5 separate regions of the Mus musculus genome follow, and regions 1, 2, 4 and 5 are each linked to region 3. The links are chromatin contacts, called in public Hi-C, HiChIP or PLAC-seq, Micro-C and promoter capture Hi-C maps. All regions are on one chromosome and are shown on one strand. The core of a region is the stretch at or near the end of the contact, and the rest is flanking DNA. Distances in the headings are between cores, read along the strand shown. Region 1 holds the start of Csnk2a2 (casein kinase 2, alpha prime polypeptide). Region 2 holds the start of Lpcat2 (lysophosphatidylcholine acyltransferase 2). Region 3 holds the start of Mt2 (metallothionein 2). Region 4 holds the start of Ces1b (carboxylesterase 1B). Region 5 holds the start of Irx5 (Iroquois homeobox 5).

Region 1 (3,943 bases), core at 1,023-3,522, 1.3 Mb before region 3:
TCCAGGATGGCCAGGGCTACACAGAGAAACCCTGTCTGGGAAAAACAAAAACATTGGTAATATATAATATACACCCCATATTAAAATTACCCCAGAGATAAGTGTATTCCTCTCTCTCTCTCTCTCTCTCTCTCTCACACACACACACACACACACACACACATACACACACAGTTCCTGCTTTTGCTTTTTTGTTGTCTTTTGTTTTTGAAATAGAGTCTACATAACCCACACTGGCCTGAAGCACATTACAGAATCTAGGCTATGCTGCTGCCTTAGCCTCCCAACTGCTAGGCTAACAGTCATGGACTACCCCACCTGGCCTGACCCATTTATTTATTTTGGATATTCTTTGCTGCTTTTGAATGATAAGGGCAGTAGAAATAGTGTGTCTGTCTCTCTAGGCTTCTGAATGGTTTGTTTTATTTTTTATTTTGGACAGGTCTCACTCCATAGTCCAGATAGACAGGCATCAAACTCATGCTGATCTGCCTGTCTTAACCTCCCAAGTACCAGGGTTACCAAAATGCACTACCACACCTGACTGCATCCCCCCACAAAAAAGTAAACAAACAAAACAAGATCTTACTATGTAGCTCAGGCTGGCCTTGAACCCACAGTCTACTCCTCAGGTAGGATTACAGTGTGCAGCCTCAGGGGTCGCTCTCAGTCTCCTTTACTCTAGAGCAGCACCTCAAGTTTTGTTTTGGCTGTGACACTGTTATTTTTTAGCAGTGTGAACTAGATTTTTTTGCTGAACTGTCCCTCAGTTTGGCCGTGTCTGGTTGGATGCAGGTTGAGCTTTTTTGACAGCAATGTGATGAGTGGTGTGTCCTTTCTCTGTGCGTCACACAGAAAGTCAGCTGGTCCATGCATAATATGACCTTCAGGGTCCCCTTTGTAACCAGCATGGTAACCGTGGGCCAAGAGCACTGTGTTGACTGAAGGCCTCCTGCCCGGCAGACACTGAGTGACCTGGTGGTGATCACCCAGCCCTAGTCATGCCTTCACATTGTTTTCACAGGGAGGGGACAGATGGCAAACCAGGAGAGGACTCATGCCAAGCTGTAGTTTTACGAAGGGCATGGAGGAGTCGCTGAGAGAAGTATCAACTTCAGAGAAAGTGGCCTCTAAGGTGAGATTTGAAAAAGAAAGCCAGTCATTTGTGGGGTGGCAGCGGTACCCCGTGGCCAAGCTCAGAGAGAAGAAGAAACTGAAAGACGGGCATGCGCTATTCTCAGGGAAGGAAAGGTGTAGAGTTTAACAACAGCGGGAACATGTAGTGTTTTAATATGGAGCAGTCCTTAGTCTCTGTACAGCTCTGTGAAGTCGGTGCTGGGTTGATGCTACAAAATCTGTAGCACGGAGACGTTGAGTCATTGGTTCAAATCTGCATTCCTTGCAAACTATGGAACCGGGACTTGAACCTCGATAGTTCGGTATGTGAAGAAAGAGGAAACGTGGCCTCATCTAGAAAACAGTGTGTGGGGGGGAGGGAGAGGGGGAGTTTAGAGTCAGAGCAACCTGGGCTGGAAGAAGAGATCCTTGTTGTTAAAGAATATGAACAGGAAAACAAGATAGCCGGGGACCCCAGGACATCAATGAGAGAGAAGACTGTTCAAGAAGTCCTCACTCCCCAGCTCTCCCTCCTCCCAAACAAACAAACAAACAAAATGGATATTTACATTCTCAAAGTATGATCCACAAATTACAGGTTCAATACAAAGGGGGAAAAACCCAGTTAACTTTATGGGGAAACTATCTGGTGGGCTCTGGTTTAAGCAAGTGGCCCAAAGGATGGCTCAGTGGGCTCTCAGGGAGGAATCTGGATGGGGAATTGGGAGGCGAGGGTAGCTTTAGGACTAGTTTGGTTTTCCTCTTGAAGGAAGGGATCTGTGGATGGCAGGGTGGGGTCCAGAGTGGGAAGAGGAGTGAGGAAGGGGGACAGTTTGAGGGGAGGGTTCTTGGGTTTCAAAGAAAGTCAGCTCAGGGCCAATATGGGAGGTCGTGGTGGGTGGACACGAGGTGACTGGACAGTGGAACTATGCTAAGCGCGGCGGCAGTCAAAGGTAGAGACTTCTGGGGGGTGGCCTGCAGTTGGGCAGGCAGCCGGCCACATTGCTTGGAGGGTGGCGAGCTCGCTGAGGGGGCGGGCGCCGGCCATAGTCCCCCCGCACTGTAGGGGGCGCTGTGGGCCGGGGCGGGCCGGGGCTGGGCGGCGGCCGCTCCTGGCGAGTGCGGCCCCTTTTCCGGGTTTCCTCCGCCTCCTCCTCCTCCCTCTTCGCCGCCGCCGCCGCTGCCGCTGCCCCTCTCCCGACCGGTGGCTGCCGCTGCCGCCACCACCGCCTCTGGGGGGCCGCGAGCCGAGCGGAGGCCTCCGCGGAGCACGAACCCCGCCGTCCCTCCGGCAGCCGAAGGCCCCGGGCCGGCTCGGCCGGCGCCTTCCGCGCCCCCCGGCCCGAGCGTCCGTCCGTCCGCCCGCCCCCGCGGGCCCGGCCTGGCGCGGACGCCCGCCGCCGCCGCCGCGCTCCTCCTCTTGCTTGGGCAGCCCGCGGCCCGCCGCTTCCCGTGCCTGCCGCCCCGCGCCCCGCGCCGCGCCGCCGCCGCCCTCGGCGCCCCGCGGCGCCCCCCGGTCCCGCCCGCCATGCCCGGCCCGGCCGCGGGCAGTCGGGCCCGGGTCTACGCCGAGGTGAACAGCCTGAGGAGCCGCGAGTACTGGGACTACGAAGCCCACGTCCCGAGCTGGGGGTAAAGCCGCCGCCGGCCGCCCCACGCGCGAACCGCACCCGCCGGCCGCTCGGCCTCGGGGCTGGCAGGGAGGCCCGGCCCCGGCCGCACGTGTCCCCGGCCTCTCCTGTCCGCCCTGCCTCGGTCCCCGGCTCAGCCGCCGGTGGGGAGAAGCGTGGGGTCGGGGGTGGGGGCGGCCCTTCCTCCTCAGACTTTGGGCTTCCTATGGGTTGGGAAGTCCATGGCTGTCCTCTTGAGCTGTTGAAATCTCTACCTCTTTACTTTCTGAAATGAGGCTGGGTGGGAGGGTCATTTTGAAGAGGGGCAGATTGTCTAGAGCGGGCAGTGCCCCCTGGAAGGTGTGAAATGGGAGGCAGGTGCCGTGGAGCCACGGGCAGGGCACCCCAGTACCACCAGGGGGGATGCTTCCCTTAGTCCCCTTAATGGCTCCTGAGGCCTTGTAGCTGCCCATTCCTCTTCTTGTTAAGAGTCAGTTAGGTTAGGAGCTCTGCAGAGTGAAGGGAGCCAAGCTTCTGTGTGGCTCTCATTTAAGAGAATGAGTTGCTGTGTGATGGTAGGAATACTTCCGAATGCTTGATTAGTTGGAGATGGCGGATGGATGTGTGGTGGACAGAGGCTTGCTTAATCCCAAATCCTGGCATTTATGTATATCTCTTGCCTTTCACAGTAATCAAGATGATTACCAACTGGTTCGAAAACTTGGTCGGGGCAAGTATAGTGAAGTATTTGAGGCCATTAACATCACCAACAATGAGAGGGTGGTTGTAAAAATTCTCAAGGTGAGTGGCCAACGGTGGCATGTAACCTTTCCCCCCACAGGGCAAAAGAACCAGCTATCCCAGAATAAGCATCTCCTACAGGACTCCTACCATGCTTTTCCTTGTGAACTTTTGAGAAAATGTGCGGGCTGGTCTTAATTCTGAGTTTGGTAGGTCAGGAACATTTAAAGTGTGAATTCTGAACTTCTCAAACAAAGCTTGTGAGGGGGGACTGTATCTGATATGGAATAAAGAGGTATTCGCAAGAGAGGAAGGAGTTTGCATGGAGAATCTGTCAACTGTAGGGATTCTAAATCTGTACTCGTTACTCTCTGCTCCCAGTTACTCCAGAAAAAGTCCGGAAAACCCAAAACAAAACAAAACTGGAGTCTGCTCAGAGATAAGTTTAAAGCCAAAAATTCAGGACAATTCCCTCA
Region 2 (3,463 bases), core at 724-3,223, 1.3 Mb after region 3:
GTTTAATCCAAGTAGTGAATTTTAAATATAGTATACCGTTATAGACCTGCAGCAGAGTTATCAATATTAAGATTGGCAAACCAGAGTACATTATGCCACATATTATCTCATTTAACTCTCCTTTGAAGAATTATTTCAATTTATAAGATGAGAAAATATAATAGATAAAGGAGGTTAAGTGACTAGGCCAAATTCACAGAATCTGCAAATAAGTGACCAGTATGCTTTGCATTATATGTGGTTTTCATGAAGTTTTTAGAAAAAGCTCTTTTTAGGTGATTAAGAAAACTAATAATCAAAGTACAATAAAAATATTTAAATATGCTGCTTTGAGCCTCCCTCCAAACTCTGAACCCAAATAGCCAGGGTACATTTTCACTTAAATATAACTCATTTGTCTAGAGTTATCTTGAAGAATAACATATGTGCTTATAAGTACTGCAAGTGATTCAAAGCATAAAGAGGAACTCTGTAAACTTAGTGTCTCCACATCTTTTATCTTCCTCTCTCATACCTATCTTCAACCAGATCCCCGTCGTTAACTCTAACCACCACCCTCTACCACCAACCCTGCTCCCAACACACACACACACACACACACACAGAGCTCTGTGCTTAACATGCTTCCTCCAGAGGGGTCACAAATCTTAAAGCTGTATATAGAAACAATGCTAAATACTACTTCAGTGCAAAATCGCAAAAATTCTGAGACGTACAGGGAGACATTAACCCTTCTCCCCCTGCAGACAAGACAACCGCTGTTTTCACCCATCTTTCTCTTTCTCAAGTCACTAACCTCATCAAAGAGGAAGTCAAAAAGTGAACTCACTGATGCCAAAAAGCTGTCTTTTCCGAGATAAAGACAACTTCCTTTGTGGCCATTTCTAACAGCTATGTCTCATGTCATCTTTGAATCTAGAAAAGATGCTGTGTAAAAGCCCACTCAAAAACACTCTCAAATGCCTTCATGGGTCTCCCAGATTTCTCTTTGCTTTGCTTCCGACTCACAGCCTGGCTGTTCCTGGGCAGTTTGTCACTAGAGCCTTCCCTATGGTTCCAAGGACAGAGCAGGGATCTCTGCCTCCTCTCTTACTCTCCTCGGCTCTAACTGGCTCCCCTTTTTACAGAAGGCATATAAAAGAGAGTACCATGAAACCCTCTCTCATATGGTAGCTCTCAACCCGCTGCTTCCACAAACTCGAGCCAAAGCTCCTACCCCATCCCGCCCCTTCTCAGGCATACCTTCTCTGCATCTTCTCACTTTTGTGTACCTTGGGTCATCCCATCCCCCAGTGTCCTCACTTCTCACATCCTCCTGTTTGGCCATCATGACCCTTTCCAGTCGGATCCGGATCCACAGATCTTTCTTCCGCAGATCCTTTCCCTTACCAGACTCCACACTCAGCCAGCCTCCCCCTTCAGACTATCTACTCAGATGCCTCCCCCGTCAGATTTCCAATTCTTCAGGCAAACTCCTAGTCACACCCACTGTGATCTCCTCTGACACTCTTCGGATTCGCGATCCTCTCAGACGCCTCCTCCATCAGACCAGCTATTCCCTCAAATACCTCTCAAGTCCTGATCCCCTCAAGACTGATCCTCCTCCGACCAGATGCCCTCACCCCGAGCCTCCTCCATCGCACCACATTGCCTTAACCTGAGCGCGCGCCTTGCCTTTACCTGCAGCCTTCGGGAGGCACTGATCGTAGTCTGCTGGACGAAGGGGTTGGGCACCGGCGGCGGGAAGAAGGACGCCTGGCGAGGTACCATGGGTGGCCGCAGCCCGGCGTCCCCGACGCCCGAACCCGGGACCGTAGCCGCCACAGCGGCCGCCTCGGCGCATCGGTTCATGATGGATCCAGGTGCCCGACCCGAGCAAAGCGGGGACCCGAAGAGAGCGGCCGAATTCACAGTCCCAACCTCAGAACCAGAGACTCCCAGCCCCAGGCGCCGCTCCCGGCTTCTGCGCAGGCGCCAGAGTCACCTAGCCACTAGCTGCCCCGCCCTCCGGGACGCACCCCGGGCTCTGGCCCCGCCCCCTAGGAACCTGCTTTTGGAACACACCTCTTGGATCCCAATCTAGTAAGTAAACTTATAAATCCAGGGTGGGTTTTGTTTATCTGTGCTCGATTTCCGGCGTGTTTCGTTTCCTGGGTAAACCTATTTCATTTGGGGGTGTTTGTAGGTTAGAAAGAAAGCGAGCTAAAACAGTAATTAGCAGCAGGAGCAGACAACATCCCACTCAAAACCTAGATTAACATGGAGATGGCTGTCTTTCACAGTAATTATTTGTATAGAAAAGGCAAAAGCAACTGGCTTCTACTGTAGATGAGGAACCTGACCCAGAAAAGGGAAATGTTTGACGACACACTGAGGAAGTATGAGGCTGTCTGAACCTGTAGGAGAGGGTAGGGAGAGTCCAGGGTTGCCCAGGGCCTTGGTCATTTGCTAGTTGGTAGAACTCTGCCTAGCTGCAGTTGAAGAATGGAGAGACAGTGAACCAGTCATCCCTGGCTACCTCTCCTCCCAGCAGGCAGTGGAGGACAGGGAGAATGAGACGTACCATCCAGGCTCTAAGACAGCTGCGTGTCCAAATTTAGCCACTATGATATCCCCAAATCTTCCTGCTGCATCAGGTAGTTGTGAGTCTTGGGCTACTGACTTGAACTTCTCTGAGTTAGTTGCCTCCTCTAGGAGTGAGAGGGTAACTGCTACCTCACAGGGCTGTACAGTAAGGATGAAATAACGCAGTGTAATGCACAGAGCAAAGCACTGAGGAGATGGTAAAGTGGGGAACAACTGAATTCCCTCTGGATGTGTAACAGAGAATCTTAAAAACAGCGATAGGTCTCTGCCTAGAGACTCTTGGAATAGCCTGTGTCTTGCAAGAAGGAGCTTCAAGAATCAGAACTAGTAGGCGAGACACAGGAAAAAAGGTGATTTCGGGCCCACTGAGATCTCTCCCAGGAATAGGGTCTATTCCTCACTCCACTACCTCTAGTCCTACCAGGGAAGACCCAAAGTGATAGACTCCCAACCTATCCGATCTAGCAGAGACTTCTGAAACACACACACAGTAGCTTTTGGAATTCATTGACAAATCACTACATGGGAGGTCGGGGGAGGGGGAGGACTAGAGGTAGAAGAAGCTCCCACATTTATTGTGGCTATGTTTAGAAAGCAGGCACATCATCCCCTCAAAATGTGTTTCCTTGGGGAGGTTTTAGGGGTGACGGAAGCTGCTGCTGCTGCTGTCTGCGGTCTGTGGTGGCAGCTGCGGCAACTCTGGGTTTATGTTCTTCATCATTTGGCCCCAGCTCAAATTTTGTTTCTAACAGCCGACTCTCTGATCCCGACCAACCACTTTCCTCTGGGCCCTGCTGCCTCTCCTCGGGAAGTCTGTCCAGGTGATCCTTTAATGGCTCTTAGAAGAGGAGCAGGTGTGGCTGCTGGGGCTGTCTTT
Region 3 (3,473 bases), core at 268-2,767:
AGCCCATGTTACTGAATTTTTAAAAATGGATTTTAGTCTGTAAGCCCAGAATTTATAAGTCTAAGGCAGAAGCTCAAGGACAGCTTAGGTTACACAGTTAAGATCTGGCCTCAAAACCAAAGGTCACCAAAATTTGAGACCAAGCTGGCTTCAGAGTTAGTGGTCCTTCTGCCTCAGGCTCTCAAGTGTTGGGGTTATTACTCGTGGGAGACGTCATATCTGACTCACTCCCATTTTTATTTACAGGTATTTCATACTTTAAGCCTAAAAACCGAAAATAATTAGGGGTAGGGATGTGGCGCATTAGAGCACCTGGGTTTAGTAAGCAGGAAGCTTTCGGTTTAATCCCCAATACACACACACACACACACACACACACACACACACACACACACACACACACGCCCAGTAGGAATGGCCCATTTCTGTGACCAATGCATGCTTCTGCATGACCACTTTCTAGGCGGTCAAAGTCCAGAGAAATATAATCCGACTAGCTCAAATTCAGCTGCTGCAGTCCCATCTCAACGCCTCTGCCAGCCCTTAACCAATGCACAGAGACAAGCTGAATTAATCAAGTCAACGGCTTTTATTGTCAGTTACATGCTTTATAGAAAAAGTTGTGGAGAACGAGTCAGGGTTGTACAAAAAAGGCTAGGCTTCTACATGGTCTATTTACACAGATGTGGGGACCCCTCCGCCCCCCTTCAGGCACAGCAGCTGCACTTGTCGGAAGCCTCTTTGCAGATGCAGCCCTGGGAGCACTTCGCACAGCCCACGGGGCAGCAGGAGCAGCAGCCTGTGGGGAGAGAAGAGTTGAACGTGAGCGAGAAACCTTGTCAGAGGCACACCACCTGAACGCTCCCGGGAGGGAAGGCGCGGCGCGGCGGGCTAGGGACCCCAGGAGAGTGACGGGGAAATGGCAGAGAAGATCCAACTTACTTTTCTTGCAGGAAGTACATTTGCATTGTTTGCATTTGCAGGCGCCAGCGCAGGAGCAGGATCCATCTAAAAGTAGAAGGCAGTCAGTGAGCGCGGTTGAGTGGGACCCGGGAGTACCTGAACGCTGTTCTCCTAGGAAGGTGAGGCAAATCACCCGGGTAGGCGAGCCACTATCTCAAGGACTAGTTTAAAGGAGCAGGAGTGCTTCAGAATTCATTCGGAAGGGGTAGCCGGTCGTACCCTTAAAGTAATTACTAAAGGAGGGGCCAAAAAGCCTGTCTAGCTCTCCCAGAAATCCCGTCAGCAGTCCCCCTTACCGGAGGCACAGGAGCAGTTGGGGTCCATGGCGAGTGGAGGCGGCGGTTGAAGATCGACGAGAGATCGGTTTGAAGAGTTCTAGGAGCGTGATGGAGAGAAGCACGCGGAGCGCGACCTTTATAGCGGAGAGTATTGGGTCGAGCGCAAAAGCTCCGCCCGGGTGGAAGGCACCATGCACGCGCCCCCGCCGCCTGCACACGCCCTTTTTCTGGCTCAAGGGATATGGCCAGCACACGCCCCTGGGCCTGCGCACGACCCGAATTCTGCAAGCGGCCCTCTTTTTGCTCGTGGGACAGAGCCTGCACACGCCCTCCCCCCACCCCCCGCGCTGAGTCACACCCCCTTTCTCTGGGCTCAGGGACTGAGAGCAAAGGAGCTGAGCGCAAAGGGTCTGCGATCCGGTGGGAACCGGTTCCAGGACACCTGCTTGCTCCCGCGCGCGCCCTTTGCGGTGCCCCGGGGCCCGAGGGGCCGGGTGCAGAGGCGATGCTGAGCGACGAGACCTCTGGCCGCCCAGATCACGCCACGGGGACACAGTTTCCGCGCATGTCTTGTGTGCTAACCTGGGTGAAAGCGGGGCTTGGAGACCCTGCGTACAGGAAAACTTAGCTGGCAGTGTGAACCGGTTACAAAAACCAGCCCTACCCCTGGCTTAACTGCTGTTGGTGATGTACTCCTGCCCCCCTGCGTGTCACGTGCTGCGGGCACCGTAAGAGCTGTCGTTTTTCCTTACAAACGCTGGTTGGAGTGTTCATTATTCTCACCGTAGAAAAGTGGAAACGGAGACGCAGTCACATAGTCACTTGCCCAAGATGAGTGTAGGGTTCGAATCCACTAAGGCACCAGCCAGTTGTCAAGAGACTAGAGACCATAGACACAAGCCTTGTGCTAAGACTTACTCTTGGGGGGCGGGGGGAGGGCAGCGAGTGACAGGAAAAAATGGTGGGGGTCTTTGCTGGAGGTGGAATTCAAGAGAACGAAAGCAGTCCATTCTGGGAGGATATGGACCAGGGCCCTTTGCCAGGGTGTTTGCCAAGTAGGAAGGGCCAGATGGTGGTGTTCTGAAACACACGGATGGAAAGCCCCACGTAACCCGACCCACCTCCACCCACGGGTGGATGCTGAGGGGAAGGGTGGAGATGGCAGCCAAAATTTCTTCCCCTGGAGGTACATGGTGTTTCCCCACTTGCTTAAGTCTGCTGAAATCAGACTGGAAGTCATAGCTGGAATGTCTGTGTCATCTGCAGAGCCAGGAAACTGGTGCCGGAAGCTTCCCGGCAGGCCGACTCGGATACTTTCAACGGAGGCTGTGGGTGGGTTGTAACAGGACAGGCTGTCCTCGCAGCTCTTAGTGAAAACTGGGGCAATGCCTTCTTGACTCATTCCAGGCATTACTGGATGCCCACGGCTGTCCATGGATTGTGTGATTAAACACCGTGTCCTTTCCCTTCCTGGCACTTTCTGTGGCTGCCCTGGCTATGAACTTGAACCGGATTGATTTCTGGGCTCCCGTGCTCCCTTTCCAGACTGACCCCAGAGCAGTCTTTGCTGTAACTCCAGCCTCAAGCCAGGATGTTGTTGGCAGTCACCGCTGGCCAAGTCCCGTAAATTCATGGAGGTAACTAACCCACGGTACGGTTATTCCTGCCCAGTTCTCACTTCCCGCTAGGACTTAGATTTTGAAAATGGAAGTACGTCGTAGACTGGATGTATCCGCCAGTTCCTTTAATCAGAGCACTCAAGAGGCAGAGGCACGTAAATTTCTGTGAGTTCAAGGTCAGCCTAGTCTACATAGTGAGTTCCAGTCCAGCTTTGGCTATAAGGTGAGACCCTGTCTCAAACAAACAAAAAATACAAGCAACAATGAAAAAGGAAGTCAAGTTTGAATGATGTGACCCAGGCTTGTAATCTTAGCACTCAGAGGCCCAGCCAGGATTGTGAAAGTCAGGCTGACCTGGGTATATACTTATTGTTAGTCTTAACAATAAATAGATAGACGAATAAGGGCTAGGAATGAAGTGTAAGGTCGAGGGCTTGCTTAGCATATGTGAGACCCTACGTTTAATCCCCAGCATGACATTTTAAAAAATATATGTGTAAATAAATAAAAGCTTGAAGAAGTCACCACCCTGGTATCTGTCATTCACCGAAGCAAAAAACACCACAAAGAGGAGGGAAAACTAAGCTTCCAGAAAGACAAATCCTGATGGAGT
Region 4 (3,984 bases), core at 770-3,269, 1.1 Mb after region 3:
CTGGGAATGGAACTTAGGCCCTATACAATAGCAGCAAGAGCTCTAGCACTTAACAACTGAGCCAATTTCTCCATTCCCAAGCAATTTAATATTTTTTAAAGTCTTATTTTACTTACTTCTCCTGTTCCCATTCCAGACACCACTACTCTCCCACCAAGACTGTCCTTTCCAGTCCCCCACAAAAAGTGTTTGACTTGATTTCTTTTTTTTTAATTTCTTTTATTTTTTAAAATTAGGTATTTTCTTCTTTTACATTTCCAATAGTCCCCCATATTCTCCCTACCAACTCCCCTACCCACCCACTCCCACTTCTTGGCCCTGGCGTTCCCCTGTACTGGGGCATATAAAGTTTGCAAGTCCAATGGGCCTCTCTTTCCAATGATGGCCGACTAGGCCATCTTCTGCTACATATGCAGCTAGAGACACGAGCTCTGGGGACTACTGGTTAGTTCATATTGTTGTTCCACCTATAGGGTTGCAGACCCCTTTAGCTCCTTGGGTACTTTCTCTAGCTCCTCCATTGGGGGCCCTGTGATCCATCCAATTGCTGACTGTGAGCATCCACTTCTGTGTTTGCTAGGCCCCGGTATAGCCTCACAAGAGACAGCTATATCAGGGTTCTTTCTTAAACAAGGTCAAAGCAATGCTTTATAGTCACACCTTCCTTCACCACAAACTTTCCAAATGTCTTATCACTGTATTAGAGACACATGCTTCTTTCCAAGGCTCCTGGGCTGCTGGGGTTAAGAAACAGGAACAACACCACATAGTGAAATCAGAAATCAAACAGTACATATTCTCTTTTATTTTGCTTTATCTAGGTACATTCAAGTGGTGCTAATGCAAAACATTTTGGACATTTTAAATAATTCATAGATAAGGGCTATAGATGTGTCTCAGCCATTAAGAGCAATGGCTGCTTTTCTAGAGGACATATGTTCAGTTTCTAGAACCCATACATTGGTTCACAATCTATAACTCCATTTCCTGGTGTCTTGAAGACCTCCCTCTTCTGGCCATTGCGGGCATTGTATACACATGCTGCATAGATATATACGCAGTCAAATGCACAAAAAGTAAATAAAATCTCCAAGAAAGAAAGAATTCATAGATAGATGCATATGTGGATGATTAGACAAAGGATTGTGGTTCACAAAGTTTATTTGACTTAAGGACAATGTTGTGTTTGAATGAGGACTGTTCCCATAGTCTTGGGCTTTCACTTGATCCCCAGTTAGTGGTGCTGTTTGGAGATATTTAGAAGATATAGACTTCTTAGAGGAAGTATGTCAGTGGAGGTAGGCTTAGAGAATTTAAAGTCTCTCATCATTTCTAGTTCACTCTCTACTGTGAGCTTACATTTAAGTATTATGATCAGGCTTGCTACACGTCACCATGCTTTTGCGCTGCCATTATGGACTCTTCTCCCTCCGGACACTTTCTCCTCCTTATGATGTCTTTGCTCTTCGTGTTTCATCACAGCAAGCAGAAGTAACTAATACAAACATTGTGGCTAAGCAGCCCTGATCCAAAAGCAGTGAGATCATTAACAGAGGTATACACTGGTGCTTCAGGTTACCTGGCAGGAATAGTCAACATCAGAAAACAACACTGGCTGAAGAGTGAGATTAGAAAACTTCCAAACTTGAGACCATCTCTTCTAGGAAATAGATGCATGGCAGCTGGGAAGTGTGCAATGTTCCCAGCCGAGCAACACTGGGGACTTCTTCCTGACTGCATGCATCTGCTTGCTGGTACCTGCCTTGAGAAGTTCAAGGTGCACTGAGCTTTTCAGTTAGAAGTGTTTGCATAAGAGGTTGGCTTGATATCAGAGAGTGGGTAGTGTCTTTAAAGAAAAAGAAGAGTAAACTCGTAGTGGGTGTGGCTTGGAGGTCCTAACAAATACCTTGGGAGCTCTTTGGAGAGGGGGAGCTTTATGTAATTATGCTAATTGGTCTAGAGGTGGGTCCACAGCAAAGAGGCTCTCTATTTGAGCTGCAGACACCTCCCTGTCTCCTAGAGTTCCTGTCCTTCCTTCTACCATGTGGCTCCATGCTCTGGTCTGGGCTTCTCTTGCTCTTTGCCCAATATGGGGTAAGTTCTTCTGGATTACAAACATTGGGTTGTACATTTGGAAACCTGTCCTTGATGAAGTGGGTGAAATGTATACAGAGCAAGCACAAAACAGTTCACTGACCCTTGTACGGGCTTAGATGGGCGACATTTATACCTCCAAACAGATTACTTTTTAGTTGGCCCTCTCTTTAATGTTGGGAGGAAAAGAGACCTTAGAAGTTCAAGTGACTATCAATGATGCAAGCCTAAAAGTCACTAAACCAACCATGAATCCAGGTTTGACCATCATCTCTGATGTTTCCTCATGTTTTCTCCAATATCAGGACACTCACCCTCATCACCGGTAGTGGACACCACCCAAGGCAAAATCCTGGGAAAGTACACCAGCTTAGAAGGATTTGAACACCCTGTGGCAGTTTTCCTGGGAGTCCCCTTTGCCAAGCCCCCTCTTGGATCCCTGAGGTTTGCTCCACCAGAGCCTGCAGAGCCCTGGAGCTTTGTGAAGAATGCCACCTCCTATCCTCCTATGTAAGTTACAAGGGTGGGGATTGTTTCAGTGGACATGTGTTATGGTAAGTATGTAAAGTGAATTGGGGCTTTCTACCATGCCTTGGATCATTTAGCTCCCAGATAAAAGACATAAAACTTTTATATTTATAGTAAGACTTTAAACCACTATAAATGGGTAGATATCTAATCTCTAAGCTATTTTGTCTACTTCCCTATCAATAACCATGAGATATAATTTGCCATATTCCACCTGGGCTGCTCTTATACCAATTGGCCAGCCCTTATGGCCACATTTTCATGATTCTCCTACCCAATGGTGTCTTATCCTCTCTTTACCTTCACTCCTTCCTCTGGTGGTCCTGCCTCAAACCCCAAGGCCAAGAGCTGAAACTTTTTCTACCTCTCCTCTTCCCAGTTATAGGCTGTAGGCAGCTCTATTGACTAATCAAGGATAAATTGGTGTATATGAGAGTTTCCCCTTCCCTGAGTTAACCAGAACCAGTACTTAGCATTATAACAGCAGATCAAAAGGGGGTATATGAGATAGGTATACCTATCTCACGGTGATCCAAGATGGAGACAAGGCAATCCTCTGACTAGCTATATTAACAGCAATTATTGGCATTCCTGAGAGCATCATGAGTCCTTAAATATGGTCTAGATACTAAGAACTTTCGTAGTTTTCCAAACCCTTTATTTAGCACAAATGTACTGAGTACCTGTGGTGAACCAGTACTGTTCTGGGTTTTTAGGAAACATGAAGGGAAGCAAGTTGCTAAATCTTTTATCCTATTGGCTGGAAAGAGAATATAAGAAGTCTGTAGATTAGTACATCAATCATGCAATATACTAGAACATCCTAAATGCTTTGGAAAACAGTAATTGATCAGGTGAGGGAGATGAGAAGTAAGATGCTATATCATTGTGATTTGAACTTTAGTGTTGCTTAGGAGTGCGGTGGGTGTGGACTTGTGGGTGAGTAGAATAGAAAAGATGACAGCAATTACTCAGCCCAGATCTACCTAGCTACTTATTCACAAGCAATTACCAAGGTTGTATCACATCACTCCTGGCAACTGAGTGAACAAGCCCAAGAATTCCAGATGGCCTCATGGCCACCTCAGAGAACCTCAAAAACATACAAATGTCAGATCAGAGAGCATTTGTGTCCTCCTCAAGGTTCCTCTGGGAGTTTCCAGGATTCTATACTTGGCTATCTTCTCACCATTTCATGCCTTTTGTCTACAACTAATAAGTGCTAAGTGCTATGTACTTCATTTACATTTTGCTTGCAAAGTCAGACACTTACTATCACAAAAAGTTAAACACACACACACACACTCACACACACACAGACATACACACTTACATGGAAGTGAAATAGAGTTAAAATCATGT
Region 5 (3,532 bases), core at 840-3,339, 1.8 Mb after region 3:
GTTCTTCTCCAGATCGATGTTCTCCTCCTCCTCCTCGTCCTCGCTGCGGTTCCGTGGCGTCCACGTCATCTTGTTCTCTTTCTTGAGGCGCCGGCGCGCGTTGGCAAACCAGGTGGACACCTGGGTGAGGGTCATCTTGGTGATAATGGCCAGCATGATCTTCTCTCCCTTGGTGGGGTACGGGTTCTTGCGGTGCTCGTTGAGCCAGGCCTTGAGAGTGGCTGTAGCGTCCCGAGTGGCATTCTTCCGGTACGCGGGGTCCCCATAAGGATAGGAGCCCAGAGGTGCTGCATAAGGGTGATATCCCAAGGAACCTGCCATACCGGGAGTGTGGTCGTAGGGAGAGCCCTGTGAGGGACAGGCAGAGGTTAAGTGAGTGAGGGTGTGGGCTACATAGCCACCCAAAAGACTGAAACCCACTTTCCCTCTGTCCTTGGTTTTGAGTGCCAGCGCGGGCCCGCACTCCAGCTTCCCCTGAGGCAGAGCTGGCTGGTTTAAACGCAAGAGTGACCACCTTCCCCCTCCTCAGAAGGCAGCAGGGCCCCCCAATTCTGATTCTGGCCCTTCGGGACCCCTGAGGCTGTTCAGGGTTTAGCACACCACCTTGGAGGCCACCATCTGCTGGGGGACCTCGGTGCCCAGGTCTCAGATCTGGCCTCTGCGGAAGGGCCCACGGTTCTCTTAGAGGCCTGAGCAGCCTCAGCAACAACTCAGAGCTCTGCTCCAGAGCGGCCGCATGTTGGGCGCAAGGGGTACAACAAGGGAAGGAAAGGCTCTTTCTTTAATCTTCAAAGAAATGCGATAGACAAGCTGAGCCTTAGCTTGCACACCGACGGTCTAAAAATGCTATCCCTAACCGAAGCCGTTGCGCTTTTCCAGAAATCACACCCCGCCGTAAAAACCCGGATACACCGCATCTCGCTGGCCGTTTCAGAAATTTAATACTTCCAAATCGGATTGCGAAGATAGGATTACGGATTTGCAACATTTTGGGGATTAATTAAAGGCGAGGCCAAACACATTTACATAGATTTAGCACACTACTACTGTTTGGAATTCCGGTCGGCTTCTTTTGAACTACTTTTTCCAACATGGCAAAACCAAAAGAAAGAGGAGGAAGAAGAAGAAGAAATTTGCGGGTTGTCCCAGAGCTTTGAGCCAAATGCCGTTCTTTATAGTAAAGACCAATCAATCCCCCCCCCTCCCCGCGCCCCAAAGCCTTCCCTTCAGCTCGGCGATCCCAGCAAGACGCGGCTTTCGCCAGAGCCACTCCGGAGCCCGCGGCTCGAGTGAAGCTGAATTAGACAATTGCTCAAGTTTGCAAGGGCCGCGAAGCTTGGCGGGTGAGGTGGCGCCTAGGCCCGTGTCCACCGCAACCGGGCTCTGCAGGCCTGGCCCCGGCTGCCCGCTCGCTCGCCCGCCCGCCCGCCCGCCTCGGACCCAGCTCACACTCACCACGTAAGAGAAGGCAGCGGCGGCCGCAGCCGCGGGGTCGGCGCCGTACTGGAGGTGCGAGTTGTAGCCGGGCGAGGGAGCCGTGAAGGCAGTGGAGCCAGCGTAGGGCGAGAACGCGGAGCCCGAAGAAGAGCGGCCGAGCTCATCCGTGCGGGGCCCCGAAATGACGCTGGTGCTGTATGCGGGGCACGAGTAGAGCGCCAGCGAGGCGGACGGCTGGTACAAGTAGCCCTGCGGGTAGGACATGGCCACACACGGGCATGGGGCGCGCCGCGCCGCGGCGGCCAACGAGCCGGGCGGCGCCCTGCGAGGGCGAGCGAGAGGGCACCTGGCTTCTGGCTGCCCCGGGCCGCAGCTCTTCGAGCCCCGGCTCCCGGGCTCCGGCCCGCGGCGCCTCCTGGTTGGCTTCCCGCGCGCCTCTGGCTGCGACCGCCGCGCCCGCTCCTCTGCGCGCCCCGCTTGCCCGGGCTAGGCTTTCTCTCCCCCCACCCCCCTCCCTCGCTCTTTGCACCGGGGGGCTCTGCTTTTGGCTTTGCAAAGGTCCTGCCAAGATGCTAAGTTGGAAATTGAGGATTCTGACGCCTTGTGTGCGCGCGAAGCTCCTCCTTCCCGGGGTGTAGTCGGTGGGGGGACTGGCAGGAGCCTCTGGCCGGCGGCAGCCAACCCGGCCGCCAGGCGCGTCTCGCCCTCTCCCTGTTCCTCCCCGGCTCCTCTCCCGCTCACTGGCGCTCCCCTCGCCCCTCCCTAGCGCCCGCCTCTCCTCCGCCACCCCCCTCTCCTCCTCTGCCCGGCCTCCCCCTCCTCCCTCCCGACTCTTCCTCTCCTTCTCTCTTTCTCAGACTCTCGAGCGCCGGCCCCAGGATGACAATCACATCCCAAGCGCGCCGATCGCTTCCAACTTTGCTCTCCTTTTGCTAACTCTGGGCGGAGCGGCAATCTCGACGTACAACTGGCCTTAGTCTTGGCTCGGGCCGTTCGGGAACACAAAGGGAAAGATGCAGCGGGCTGCGCTCGGGAGAACGCTCTGCGCCCTCCTCGCCAGTGCGAATAGCGAAGTTGGCGGACGTCTTGTTCTCCCGAGAGCTGGGCTGGGAGGTGGTTTTTCTCCCTCCACGCTCCACAGTGGCTTCTCCCTCCTGCCGGAGGTCTCTAGGTTGAGCTGGAGACCTGGAATTCAGATCCCAGGGAGAGTCGATGGATGCCGGCGCTCAGGGCACAGCGAGGCCGAGATGACCGCCTTTCTGCGCCAGCAACTGCAGCAGGTGGGCAAGAGCCAGGCCTAAGTAGAAGGGGCCCCGCTAGCCCTTCCTTCCACCCATCCCTGGCAGACGACGAGAAGAGGCTAGAGAGGAGACTCTGGGGTCTCTGGCTGGGGGTGTGACTTTTCTCTGGAACGAGGAAGGCAGTGGGCAAGAAGTGCCCGACGGAGAAGCTGTTCTACCCGAGTCGGTCCCCCAGACGCCCCCGGCCCCTTGCCATCCCAAGTAGCGATGCCTGCTTCTCATGTCTAGCCACGAGCAGCTTGCCCCGTCAGGTCTGTGGAGCCGGAGGGTGTGGGGTCTCGCCCCTTTTGTTCCACTAAGTCGCCTTCCACCCTCGCTCGCCCCCGCCCCAGTTCCACTGCAAACACTGGGCAGTGAACAGTGTCCAACCCAACCGCTGTTTGTTCAGCGAGGCGCTGGCCCGGCAAACACACACCACAGAGTCCCAGGCAGAGTTCTCGGAACACCCCCTCCCCAAACCCCCCACGGCCACACAGTGAGAAGGCAAAACAGACCCTAGTCCCTGGTCTCCACCTCCCGCCGCCGCAAATTACAAACGCACTGAAGCTTTGGGACAGACAGGGGCGCTGGTAAACCAGGACCGCCGGCGGCAGAGTGCACACACCACACATCAAGCATTTTGTGGCCTTTCACAACCCAGCCACGCGCAGGCTGGAGCGTAACAATACACAAAGTTTCCTGTAATGATTCTCACTAGCCAGCAAGCAGTTTGCTCGGTTGGGGCCGTGGCAAACACTAACCCCACGCGGATCGCACAGGGACCCGCACCGCGGCGCGCATTCACGCACGCGCGC

The links. Promoter capture Hi-C pulls out the DNA fragments that hold promoters and counts their contacts. A called contact is a pair of places that touch in the nucleus more often than the background predicts. HiChIP or PLAC-seq counts read pairs in DNA pulled down with a chosen protein or histone mark.
Region 1: a promoter capture Hi-C map of liver shows a contact between it and region 3, with 2.9 times the contacts expected there. The contact joins the promoter of Csnk2a2 here to the promoter of Mt2 in region 3. A contact is called at or near these places in 2 of 39 promoter capture datasets (liver and pre-B cells).
Region 2: an H3K27ac HiChIP or PLAC-seq map of microglia shows a contact between it and region 3, with 5 times the contacts expected there. The contact joins the promoter of Lpcat2 here to the promoter of Mt2 in region 3. A contact is called at or near these places in 1 of 39 promoter capture datasets (embryonic stem cells), 1 of 484 Hi-C or Micro-C datasets (Sertoli cells) and 2 of 115 datasets of contacts at active chromatin or transcription factors (large pre-B cells and microglia).
Region 4: a Hi-C map of liver shows a contact between it and region 3, with 2.5 times the contacts expected there. The contact joins the promoter of Ces1b here to the promoter of Mt2 in region 3. A contact is called at or near these places in 1 of 39 promoter capture datasets (liver) and 1 of 484 Hi-C or Micro-C datasets (liver).
Region 5: a Micro-C map of embryonic stem cells shows a contact between it and region 3, with 9 times the contacts expected there. The contact joins the promoter of Irx5 here to the promoter of Mt2 in region 3. A contact is called at or near these places in 1 of 39 promoter capture datasets (liver) and 1 of 484 Hi-C or Micro-C datasets (embryonic stem cells).

What each region holds. Positions count from the first base shown.
Region 1 is chr8:95,487,149-95,491,091 of GRCm38.p6, reverse strand. It overlaps Csnk2a2 (casein kinase 2, alpha prime polypeptide), which reads left to right and starts at 2,272. Exons shown (of 12, transcript NM_009974.3): 1 at 2,272-2,748; 2 at 3,416-3,527. The coding sequence starts at 2,645.
Region 2 is chr8:92,853,843-92,857,305 of GRCm38.p6, reverse strand. It overlaps Lpcat2 (lysophosphatidylcholine acyltransferase 2), which reads right to left and starts at 1,973. Exons shown (of 14, transcript NM_173014.2): 1 at 1,681-1,973. The coding sequence starts at 1,851. It overlaps Gm45472 (a long non-coding RNA gene), which reads left to right and starts at 1,888. Exons shown (of 2, transcript XR_003947583.1): 1 at 1,888-2,082; 2 at 3,339-3,463.
Region 3 is chr8:94,170,662-94,174,134 of GRCm38.p6, reverse strand. It overlaps Mt2 (metallothionein 2), which reads right to left and starts at 1,517. Exons shown (of 3, transcript NM_008630.2): 1 at 1,260-1,517; 2 at 943-1,008; 3 at 568-799. The coding sequence starts at 1,287. The coding sequence ends at 708. Gm39227 (a long non-coding RNA gene) reads left to right here and starts at 2,480. Exons shown (of 3, transcript XR_879107.2): 1 at 2,480-2,878.
Region 4 is chr8:93,077,975-93,081,958 of GRCm38.p6, reverse strand. It overlaps Ces1b (carboxylesterase 1B), which reads left to right and starts at 2,019. Exons shown (of 13, transcript NM_001381922.1): 1 at 2,019-2,094; 2 at 2,400-2,604. The coding sequence starts at 2,043.
Region 5 is chr8:92,356,353-92,359,884 of GRCm38.p6, reverse strand. It overlaps Irx5 (Iroquois homeobox 5), which reads right to left and starts at 2,089. Exons shown (of 3, transcript NM_018826.2): 1 at 1,456-2,089; 2 at 1-348. The coding sequence starts at 1,701.